Linked DNA regions of Oryctolagus cuniculus: region 2 is linked to region 1. A link is a contact called in public Micro-C data. All regions are on one chromosome and are shown on one strand. The core of a region is the stretch at or near the end of the contact, and the rest is flanking DNA. Distances in the headings are between cores, read along the strand shown. Region 1 holds the start of PPM1B (protein phosphatase, Mg2+/Mn2+ dependent 1B). Region 2 has its middle 88 kb from the start of LRPPRC.

Region 1 (5,974 bases), core at 3,404-5,903:
ATTTCTACTGGTGGCAGAGTCATAGGTGCTACTAATGGTATTATGTATTGTTATATATTCCTGATTAAAATACCTAGTTTCAGCAAAGAATTAACATGTAACTTTTTTCTTGCCCACCTTTAAAAATTCTTGAGTGTATTTTACTCTGTGGTCCCAGGCTAAAAACTTTTTATTTATTTATTTATTGACAGACAGAGTGGACAGTGAGAGAGACAGAGAGAAAGGTCTTCCTTTGCTGTTGGTTTACCCTCCAATGGCCGCTGTGGCCGGCGCGCTGCGGCCAGCGCACCGCGCTGATCCAATGGCAGGAGCCAGGTGCTTCTCCTGGTCTCCCATGGGGTGCAGGGCCCAAGCACTTGGGCCATCCTCCACTGCCTTCCTGGGCCATAGCAGAGGGCTGGCCTGGAAGAGGGGCAACCAGGACAGAATCTGGCGCCCCAACCAGGACTAGAACCCGGTGTGCTGGTGCCGCAAGGCGGAGGATTAGCCTATTGAGCCATGGCGCCGGCCTAAAAACTTTTCATCTTGAGATGTGCACACATTTGTATGCATATGTTTATGTGTGTGCATCCACGTCCCCATACATATGTTGGAAAGATAAAATTACCTAACAACTAAAACAAGATGTAAAATAGGACGGATGATCTAGGATTGGAAGAGGAAAGCGGTCTAGGCTTTTAAAGGAGATCTAGGAGAGAAAACGATAGACAAGGCTTAAGATGAGGCAAAGGGGAAGAAAACGGGAATGACAGGTCATCCTTTCCTTCCCTCCCCCTCCCCTCTGGCTCATTAAATGACTAAAAAGCTGTCCTAGCTTTGGAGCCACACTGGGCAGTGTATGATTTAGGACAGTTTTTGGGACATTTTGCTCTGGGGACCCCCTGTGCTCTTACAGATTAATGAGGTTCCCAAAGAGCTTCTATGTATATAAATTATATCCATAAACATTTGTGGTATTAGAAGTTAAAATAGGGGCTGGCATTGTGGCGTAGCAGGTAAAGCCACCACCTGTGATGCCCACATCCCACAACAGCGCTGGTCTGAAACTCAACTGCTCCGCTTCTGATCCAACTCCCACTAATGTGCCTGGAAAAGCAGAAGAAGATGGCCCAAGTCCTTGGGTCCCTGCACCCATGTGGAGACCTGGAAGAAGATCCTGGCTCCTGGCTTTGGATGGGCTCAGCTCCGGCCGTTGGGGCCATTTGGGGAGTGAACCAGCAGATGGAAGATCTTTCTCTCTCTGTAAACTCGGCCTTTCAAATAAATAAATGAATTAAAAAAAAAAAATTAGGCCGGCACTGCAGCTCAATAAGCTAATCCTTCGCCTGCAGCACCGGCAACCCGGGTTCTAGTCCCGGTTGGGGCACCGGATTCTGTCCCGGTTGCTCCTCTTCCAGTCCAGCTCTCTGCTGTGAACTGGGTGTGCAGTGGAGGATGGCCCAAGTGCTTGGGCCCTGCACCCGCAGACACCTGGCTCCTGGCTTTGGATCAGCGCGGTGCGCCGACTGCAGCGCGCCGGCCGCAGCAGCCATTGGGGGGTGAACCAACGGCAAAGGAAGACCTTTATCTCTGTCTCTCTCTCTCACTGTCCACTCTGCCTGTCAAAAAAATAAATAAAAAATAAAAAGCCCAAAAAATTAAATAGAAAAATATTAGTTCATAAAAATAACAATAAACTCACTTGTGCCCACAAAAATTTTTTTTTAGATTTATTTATTTGAAATGCAGATTTAGAGAGGGAGAGACAATGAGAAAGAAGTCTTCCACCCGCTGGTTCACTCCCCAGATGGCCGCAACAGCCAGGGCTGTGCCAGGCTGAATCCAGGAGCCAGGAGCTTTATCTGAGTCTCCCACTTGGGTGCAGGGGCCCAACGACTTGAGACATCTTCTGCTTCCTCAGGCATATTAAAAGGGAGCTGGATGGGAAGTGGAGCAGCTGAAACTCCAACCAGCATCCAAAACGGAGGCAGGAGGTGGCTTAACCTGTTATGCCATAGTGCCGCCCCCCCCCAAATATTTTTTTAAGATGAAACAACTGTATTTTCCAAAACAAACAAAACATTAGTAATGCAAATTTCTTTAACAGCTGGCTTAACAGAACATAGCTGAATTCCCATAAGTGCTTTTACATTCAGTCTGTTAAACACACACATGCTATTGTAGCCTCTGGAAAACTACACTGTATCTTGTGAGAGAGTGAGAATCAAACAGGCAAATAATGTCAGTGTTGTTATGAAAATAGTGTTGCCCTCTGGACTCTCAGGGGGCCCCCAGACTATGAGATCTGCTGATTTTTTCTACATATTTCTCTTCTTTCCCTTTACAAGGTCAATGTTATTTACACGGAAAGACCAATTTGGGGTTTTGGCACAGTGGTTAAGATGCCATTTGGGACGCGTACATTCCACATCAGTGTCTTAGGTTTGAGTCCTGACTCTGCTGATTCTGGCTCTTGCACCCCCTGGGAGGCAGCAAGTGTTGGTCCTAGTACTTGGGTCTCTGCTAGCCACATGGGAGACCTGGGTGAAAGTTTGGGCTCCTCAGCTCTTGGCTTTGGAGCCTGACCTACCCCTGGCTGTTGTAGGCATTTGAGGAGTAAGCCAGCAAATGGACAGTATCCCTAACTCTGCCTTTCAAATACATACATACATAACTCTGAAACAAATAAAAAGCAACTGCTTTGAGACCCTTCTGTGGCTGCTTGGAGTCTCAAAGACAAGCGTCCCCAGGTGTTCACTTTTTGATCTTTACCATGGTTCCTATTTTTGGAAGTTGAGGTACTAGATTTTCTCTCCCTTATAATGAGCTATGTCAGGCAGAGAGGTGCCATTTAAGGAAATATATCCAAAAAAATCATACTGTTAGTACTTCATGACAGTTGTATGATCCCATATTGATGATGAATACTACTTTTTCTCTCACTGTATAAAAAGTGGGGAAGTGGAATTTCCACTCATGGCTGCCTCTTTCCCATTCCAGTGAGTTTCAAACGTTAGTATGATAAAAAATCATCTGGGGAACTATTTAAAAATTTACCTTTCTGAGCCTTATCCCCGAGTCGCTGATTTTGTAGGCATGAGTGCATCTGAGAATTTGTGCCCCAGCTGATTCTGATGTTGGGTGTTTATTCCACTTGCTGTAAGAAGCACCATCCTTCCTCATACAAACCTGAGTAGGTTAAAACACAGCCTGAATTGAAATCGAGTCTTAGGTTTTATTTCTGCCATCCTCACCATGGGCCTGTGCAATTGTCTATTCCCAAATTTGCCCTTCTCCCCAAAACACAGACAGCTCCTAAGTGGAGAAGCCCTTTGTTGAATCTGAGCTTAAATTGTCTGCCAAGACCAACTTACAAGAAGGTATGACTGAGGTTTAAATCCTTTTTCAGGGCATTTGCATAAAAAATAACCTAAGGGAAGTACTGAAATGCCTCTTTGGGGGAACAAACTTGGCAACAGCTTCTAGTCTAAGTCGGCCGCAGGAGGAAATCACCGTCACTTCCATCTTTTGCCTACTGAGTCCCACTGCCATTCGTTCTGGAGCTTTCCTCGGCAAACCCATGCCCAGGTTAGGATCCTTTATGCCGTCACCATCCTTGAAGGGTTTCAATTATTACCTATCCTCCTGCACCGCCTTTGCCTAATTTACTTTTCTATCTCCAGCCCGGCAAACAGCAGGCGTTCATTAACAGCAAAAGGAACGAGTTAGTCAACGTCAGAGCCAAGCTCAGGAGTTCTCTTTTAAATCCATGCTGACTGGAAAAAACCAAACAAGGAAATGTCTACGGCTGAACGCCAGGCATTTGGGCGAATAAGAAATGAAAGTAACCCCTCGCAGCAGAAAATCCTACTGACAGGATCACCTGTCCCACGTTCTCAGCTGGCTGCTCCTCAATTTCCCGCCCACTCCCTTCCCTTCCGGAGACAGGTCCGGCAGGTAGCCTGGCCGAGCGGCTCTGATTGGTCTGCGATGATTTCATTGTTAGGAAACATCCGGGTCTTTCTCCTCCCCGCAACACCTCCCCAGAGCCCTGCCTTCCCCGTTTCCCACCCTCCACCCGCGGCCGCAGCAAAACAACCGCCTCTTCCCAGCCCGTTTCTGGGCTTCGTCTGTGCTGTCGCTTCCCGTCTCTTCGCCGAAGAGAGGCGTTTATTTCCTCCAATGAGGGGCCTAGGAGGACTTTATTAGCCAATCAGTAGCCAGCCCCCTGCAATGGCGGGTGGGTCTAGGCCTCCACACCTATAACTGGCCAGCCCGTTGGGTCCTTTATGGCGGTTGTTTAACTCAAGGCTTAGAGGTCAGAGTTAAGGGGGCACGGCTCTGGCAGAACGGGAAGGACCCGCATACTTTGTGGGGTTGACCGTTTTTGACGGCCAGCCAATCGCTTTCGGATACCTCCCCGCCTTTTGCGCGTTCATTTAAAAAACGTCCGTGTGACGGACTTGGAAATTGATTCAGTGACGGACACACACACAAAGCCAATGACTGAGAGTTCGGACCACCGTTTGGACCAATAAGGGAAGGGAGCTGTTGAGGCTCGGGCTGTGCGGGGCGGGGCGCAGGTGGGCGTAATTTGATTGACGTAGTCCCTCGCGTATGGGCGGTAGGGTGGGCTGGTCCACGACGTCCAGGAGGTGGTGCGCAGCGGAGGCGGGGCTGAATGAAGTCAATGGTAATGAAGGGTTGGGTCTCACTCAGTGGGCGGTGTTTGATGGATAGTTGGTCTTGCCAATTGAATGTGGTCACTGATGTCCAATGGGAAATTAGGAACTCAGAGGCGGGGCCGTGTAGGCGGGGAAACTAAGTCTGGAGGTACCAGGTGAGCCGAATAGGGAGGGGAGCGGTGATTGACGGGCCTCTCAACAAACCGGAGGCCGCGAGAGGACGCGTGGTGTCCCAGTAGCGGGCGCGGGGGGGGCGGGGCTCGCCGAGGGGCGGGGACGACCGGGTACGGGGAGGGGGTTGCAGAAGGAGCCGAGCGGCTGCTGCTCAATGGCGGAACAGCCGCCGGTGCTCTGACCGCCTGGTCCCCCTGGCAGTTGCGGGGGAGTTTCCTGCCGGCGCAGCTGGAGTCTCTGTTTCTCAGTGTTCGCTGGCTGGAAGATGCTCCAGAGAGACGAGGCTGCGGCGGAGGAGGTGGCGGCGGCCGAATCGGCAGCGGCGCTAGGGTGGAGAGAAGGCGGCAGCGGCGGCGGCGGCGGCGTGAGGGGCTGGGCGGTGTAAACAGCCCCGGAGGCGGCGGAGGCAGTGGCCGAGACCCCGAGGGCGAAGCGACGGCTGGGGCTGGGCCGTGCCTCGGTTGGAAACCTGGGCCGAGAGCAGCAGGGGGCTCGGCGGCGGGCGCGAGCGAGAAGCCCTAGACTTCGCCTCCCTCCCTCGCCCCAGGTAAGGCCGCTCGGCGCCTCGCCGGAGGGGACACGGCCGGCGGCCTCGCCGAGGCCCGGGTGCCGTTCCTGGGTGCGCCGGGCTGCGGGCCGGGGCCTCTGTCCCCGCTCTGCCGCCGGGTCTGGGCAGCGGAATGCCGGGCCTGGCTGCTGGGTAGGCCCTTTTGCCTGGCCGCCGCCTCCGCTCTCGGCTTAGGGCGCGGGGAGGGCACAGGAGTTTGCTCGAACGCCGGGAAAGTCAACTGCTCCCCGGTCTCTGCCGCAGTCTGCCGGCCTCTCGTTGGCGAGAAAGCGCTGGGCTTCCGCGGGCCCGGCCCGCCGCTGCCCGGTGCGCGGCTGACCGGGAGACGCTCGCTCAGCCCGAGCCTCGCGCTGCGCCCCGCTGCACTTCCTCGTTCAGCCCCCGCTCCGGGCGTCCCCCCGTGCCCTTCCTCCTCGGCGGCCCTGAGCCTGTCTCTCTTCTCATCAGCCTCCCGGCCTTCCCAACCCCGTCCTTTTCGATGTCATTCTTAGCAGCGGAGTTGCTGTGGTCAGGACCCCGGTCTGCCAGGGTCCCCATAAACAAGAGGCTGATCAGCTTTGTCGATCCG
Region 2 (6,121 bases), core at 748-3,247, 98 kb before region 1:
TGTGAGAATTCTTGGGCCTTGAAAGCAGGGCCTCCCAGTCAGTACTGGTGCCTGGAGCCACACTGGCCCAGCCGTGACCCTGAGGCTTCCGGTGGGAAGGGAAGGCGGCACTCCCGTGGAGAGCAAGGAGCGGCCTGAGAGACCCTGCATCCTCCATCGGCTTCCCTGAATTCTGTAGCCTGCAGGGAGTTGGGTGGGGACAGGAGACCAGTGCTGGAGGGGAAGGTGTGAGAACAGGTGACCCCCCCCCCCATCACTTGTGCCCGACCCTCCAGAGCTGTGCACTCGGAGGACGCAGCTCCGACAGCAGCTGCTCTGTCAGCCAGGGCCGCTGAGTGACAGGCGCACCAGCCCCCTGTTGCCCTGTGTGGGACAGTTGGTGTGAACAGAACATAGCCTCTGTTGTAGTGAGCCGCGGAGACTTGGGGACACAGCCTAGCTGCACACACCACACACATCACACACACACACACACACACCATGCAAGACAGGACAGAGGTGTGTGTCGGCATCCCGTGTGAATGATGGCGGGGACGTTTCCTGGCCCCCGCGAGTCAGCCTGGTCCTATTCCCGCTACTCCACTTCCCACACAGCTGCCTGCTGGTGCCCCCCCCCCCCGGGGGGGAGTGCTTGGGCCCCTGCCACCCACGTGGGAGACCTGGATGGAACTCCTGGCTCCTGGCTTCAGCCTGGCCCAGACCCCCACCTGTTGGCGCCCCGTGGGGAGCCAGTGAATGGAAGATCTCTCTTTGTCATTCTGCCTTTCAAATGACTCTTCTGCACTTAGACCACTGTTTTCACCACAAATAAGTTGTCCGCAGTTCTTTGCTCCCGGCCTGCTGTAGCACTGGGTAAACACATCCTCGGCCATGGACCGTGAGCCCATAGATCACAGGCAGAAGCTTCCAGTGGGGCCTCTTGAACATCCCACCCTGGGCCGCGAGCAGAGCGCGCCTCACCCAGGGAGCTCTCCAAGAGGGGAGGCACGCAGAGTAGCCAGGGTCAGACCCTGGCCCCGGAGTCCAGCGGGCGCTGCCGGCCTCGCTGAGGTCGGACCCATCAGCAAGGCAGACAAACGTCCCTGAGCTCTGAGACACCCGGTAGCGCTGCAAAAACGGACTCTTTGGAAAGCAGGGTGCGTCCGGGTTTGTTTCTGTTCGTTTCAGGTTAAAAGTCAACCCTCGGTTTCCGGCTATGGGGCACGCACTGGGTGCGTGCAAGTCCCCACGGCCCCGCGCGTGGCAGAACATGCGGCCGCCCTCTGGGGGTGGTCTAGTCCTCCAGGGACCGGGACCGATTCTGGCCGAGGTGTCCAGCCGTGGAGATCCTGTCCCCACACGGTTTTCGCCGTGCGCGTCCCTACCCTGAGTGCGTGGTCCCTGACTCCTTTTACAAAAGCACCACGGCCGCAGGGAGAGACAATGCCATAACGTCCGCGGCCTGGGCCGCACAGACCTCTCCATTCCCCAGCTGAGGTCGCGGGGGAGCTTAGTCCCGCTCCGCGCACTCCTGTGGGTGTTCCTCGCGCGTCCCCGCGTCTGTCCCGCGCCCTCCCCGGAGGTCCCGGGTCCGCTGGGCCGGGGCCGCGAGCGCCGCGCCGCTACGCACAGTGTCCTCCAGGGGGCAGTGGAGAGCCGCGCCCTGCCCCGCGCGCTGACGTCACCTTGTTTACCCGGCTCCGGGTCATTTTTAGATCTAAGCTCACAGGATGTTAATCGGGCCAATGATTCCCCATTCGTTTTGGCAAAAGGCCCTCCCAGTGGGCGTCCGGACAAGTATGATGTCCTTCTGGACAAAGAGGTTTTGCTGCGGGGAGTACTTATTTGTGAACACTTGGGAGTTTCATCTTGAGTAGATGGCAAATGTGCGCGTTGCTGCGGGCTATGTATGGGCTCTTTGGGTTGGGGGGGGGAGGAGCGGGGTCCCTTTAGTTCTGGGGCCAGAATGAGAGTCGTGTTTACTGGGGAAAGGGCAAGGCTCGATACCACCACGGTGTCTGAGAGGCATCGCAGCTCCTGGCCCCTTCCCCCGTAATTTTATAGGACTAAGCAGGACAGCACTGGGACTTGGGAAGTTGCTGGGATGGGGGTGGGGGCCTCGCCCAAGAGTCGCATCTGAAAGATCTGAAAGGCACAGGTCTCCTGTGCAGGCCTTGTCATGATAACCGCAGCCAGCACCCATCCAGATGAAGGGCTGAGAGGAAAAATGGTCCAGCTCACTCCGTTATCTCTGTACCCTGCCTCATTTGAGCAGAAGAGGGAAAACACAGGGCTCGCGTGGGAGATAGTGCTGGGAGTTTGTCCCTGACTGCACAAGAAGCAAAACAAGCAAAGTTCCTCAGTTATACAATCCCTTACAAGAAGAAGCACCTCATGCTGAGTAAAAAAGAAAATCTATAGGTTAATGTTAAAAGTAAATGAGCCCGGGGCCGGCACTGTGGCGCGTGCAAGGTGTCCGGCGCTGTCCCTGCGGAGCCCCAAGATATCCCCAGCAGGCCCCTGTAGACGACGTCCCCAGTCAGCAGGAATTACCCAGAGAGACTCATCGTTGCCCCCTTTCCTATCATCAAAAAGTCGGGATGGTAGCTTTGGGATCCGCAAGGAGGGAAGGCCTACACTTCCGGGAATGGAGAAGTCCCTACCTGTACTTGCGGGGAAGAAAAGTCCTTGTCAAGGTCCCTGCGGGTGCCTAAAGGTCAACCAATGAGGATCAGACCTGCCTCAACCTTTAACTCCCATGCCCTGAATCTATAAAAGGAGCTCTCCCAGTCTCTGATGCGCGACTTCTCCGGCCCCTGCTTTGTTGCTCTGTTGGGACCAGTGAACGTCGCCCGGGAGCGGAACCCCAGTAAAAGCCTGTGGATTAACTGATTTGCCTGCTTGGGAAGATTTGTTACGCGCCGGACACTTCGCAGCGCGGTGGGTTAAAATCCCAGGATGGCCCAAGTCCTTGGGCCCCTGCACCTTCGTGGGAGACCTGAAGGAAGCTCCTGGCTCCTGGCTTCGGATCGGCTCAGCTCTGGCCATTGTGGTCATTTGGGGAGTGAACCAGCGGAATGGAAGATCTCTCTCTCTGGCTCTGCCTCTCTATAACTTTGTCTTTCAAATAAATAAAATAATTCTTTTTTTAAAAAAAATGGGCCTCTGGGGCTAGTGTTGTGGTGGGTGTAGTGGGTGCAGCCACTGCCTGCTATGCCTGCATCCCATATGAGCCCAGGGTTCGGGACCTGGCTGCTCCGCTTCCATCCAGCTGCCTGCTAATGCACCTGGCAAAACAGTGGAGGATTGTCCAAGTGCTTGGGCCCCTGCACCCATGTGGGAGACCAGGATGGAGTTCCAGGCTCTTGGTTATTGCAACCATTTGAATGATTGAACCAGTGGATGGAAGATCTTGATCCCCCTCTCCCCCTCTCTGCCTCTCTCCCTGTTGGGGCTATCTGTCACTCTGCCCAAATAAACACATTGTTAAAATAAACAAAGAACAAATGAGCCTCCAACTTTGTGAAGTGCCTATTCCTCTCCCCTCCACACCTCCCATGTCATCCTGCGTTGCAACCACTTCCGCAGAGAAAGTCCCTGTCCCTCTCATCCTCAGTCCCCTGGAGGGATCCTGCCAGCCTGAAGAGCTAGATGGTTGTCACACAGAGAGAAGACAAGGAAAATTGAATTCCATTCTATTCAATGACCATTTCCTGGATCCCCTGGTCTGTGTCCACTCAGACGGGCGGTACAGCTCAGCAAACGGAAGGAGATGTGGTTCCTGCGTCTCTGGGACTTGAGTGGAGTGTGGCTCCATGCACCTGGGGTGGGTGGGGGGGTTGCTTCTTCTGTAAAGCAGAGAGTGAGAGGAGGATGAGACAGGCTTCACAAAGGAAGGGGAGAAGTCCAGGCTAATGGCTTGCAAAAGCATTCCAGCCCTTGGCTCTGGCGTTTGCATAGGAGCAATGAGGAGGGCAGCCTGGAAACTGACAGAGCTGGGGATAAAACAGAACCCCCATGCTACAGCTACAGGTACTCGGGAGGCTGAAGGAGAGAGGGGGAGCCTCTCGCGTGGGTTAGGGGGTCCAGCTGGCGCCCTCAAGGTCAGGGATTTGGGGCCAATCAACAAGAACCACAGGACTCCAGCAAGGAAGTCCGGGGCTACAGAGCACTCCCTGTAACCGTCCCAGGTGATGCAGCTTGGTGTTTCATGCATCTATGAGTAGGAACAGATATGTGAACCGGAAGAAGAAAGTGGCCCTAGATCCGCCTATTGCCTTTGCAAGTGCCTTTTGTGCTGAACCCGATGATAATTCCCTTCTATCCTAACCACAGGAAAGAGCAAATGGAGAGAAAACAACGAGAAGTTTTAATTTTTCATGGATACGTGAAATATGAAACATGAATTTTAAAACATTTTGTCTGGAGAATGGGACTGGAAATGGGAGAGGGAGGAGGAAGTGGGGTGGGAGGGTGGGAAGAATCACTTTACTCCTAAAGATGTACTTATGAAATTTGTACTCATTAAATAAAAGATTTCTATGGGAAAGAAACGTTTTGTCAAATATAAAACAGACAACATGAAACAAGTGTACATCTTAATAAAGTCAAGGCGAATACTCCAGTAACCTTTCAGCCAGCTGTGCACAAGCCCAGTCAGCACTTTCTAAACCTTACACCTGCCGCAGGCGCCTAAGACGGCCTGGGTGGGTCACCCAGCAGATTCTGAGGCCTTCAAAGAAGCAAAGAGCCCTCCAACCATCAGCCAAGCAATATTTCATGCACTTCATAGGGCTGCTGTGGGGGACGACCCCGGCTGAGCTTGGACCAGGTCCTTGTCATCACACAGAGTTCAAGGAGGAGGTGTAGACAGTGCTGAGCAGGAGAGCAGGGTTTATTGAAAGGCAAAGGGAAAGAACACACAGGCACCCTCATGAGGGAGAGCTGGGATTCACAAAGTCCAGGCTCCTTCTGTCAGAGGTCAGGGGTGGGGCCCGGGGTAGTGCTTAATCAAAGATTCAAATGAGGTGGAGTTGAGGGTGGGGCTGCAGTGCATATAGTAACCTCTAGGAGAGCGTCTTGGTGTCTGGTGCATGATGGGAAGTGAGGCCAAGGTGCATGATGGGAAGTGGGTGTGCAGAGCCTGCAGACATGGTGGATCAGCACAGAGGGGGTGAAGTTTGGGTGGTGTGCATGTGGGTTCTGGCAGTCCTCAGTTCCGCTTTGCTCACTAGCTACTTGCCCACAGCAGTGTCACATAGGAAGCAGAGGACCCCAATCTGCACACATTAGGGAGGGAAGAAAGGGCAGGGCATTTATTGAGTATCTACTGTATGCTAAGTACTTTGCCTTTGTTATCTCTAAATGAGACCAATTAAACGGTAAGCCTCAGAACAGCTCTGAGGTTGATGTTATCCCCACTTTGCAGATGAGAAAACTGATGCAGAGAGACCTTGAGTAACTTACCCAAAGACACATGGCTGCTGGAACTCAGGCAGTCTTCCCCGGGCACCTAGAGGGTATGTTGGTTCATGGGCTTGGGTACTGCTTTGCCTGTTTAGGTCCACTCTCCGTCCCTCTCTACCCTTTGGCTTCTGGTTGGGTTTATTTTATTATTATTTCTTAAAGATTTTGGTGAGTATTATGCCTAACTTTATTTTTAAATTTTTATTTATTTATTTTCATCATATTTGAAAGATGAGACAGAGATCTTCCATTCATTGGTTCACTACCCAAATATATGCAACAGCCAAAGTCAGGAGGCTGGAACTTCATCCCCATCTCCCATGTGGGTGGCAGGGACTTGAGTACTTGAGCCATCACCAGCTATCTCCCAGAGTGCACGTTGGTGGGAGCTGGATTGGAAGCAGAGCAGCCGTGACTCAGACCAGGCACTCCCATGATGCAATGTGGGTGCCCCAACCAGCAACTTAAGCCACATGCTTGCCTTCCTGGTGGAGTTTAGCCAGAAGGTGTCCTGGGTGGGGGAGTTTGGAAGGAGGGAGAAACATGGAGAGGACCAGGGCGGCGGGGCCAGGAGGTGGGGGTCACCTCTGGACTGGCTGGATCCTGTGATGTCAGGTGGCCCTCAATGTGCAGGACATACCCTACAAGTTCTGGGGGCGGCCCCTCCCCTTGTCCC

The links. Hi-C and Micro-C count contacts between places; a contact is called where the count stands out from the background.
Region 2: a contact with region 1 is called in a Micro-C map of ear pinna, with 4 times the contacts expected there. The contact joins the enhancer-like site here to the promoter of PPM1B in region 1. A contact is called at or near these places in 3 of 6 Hi-C or Micro-C datasets (ear pinna, psoas muscle and an unstated tissue).

What each region holds. Positions count from the first base shown.
Region 1 is chr2:158,592,206-158,598,179 of mOryCun1.1, reverse strand. PPM1B (protein phosphatase, Mg2+/Mn2+ dependent 1B) reads left to right here and starts at 4,653. Exons shown (of 7, transcript XM_051842958.2): 1 at 4,653-4,672.
Region 2 is chr2:158,687,602-158,693,722 of mOryCun1.1, reverse strand. No RefSeq gene overlaps it. Among named protein-coding and RNA genes, the nearest start is that of LRPPRC, 88 kb to the left of the region's middle. Within about 2 kb of position 1,997, at least 3 of the 8 cell types and tissues checked have an H3K27ac peak or open chromatin away from gene starts, as enhancers often do.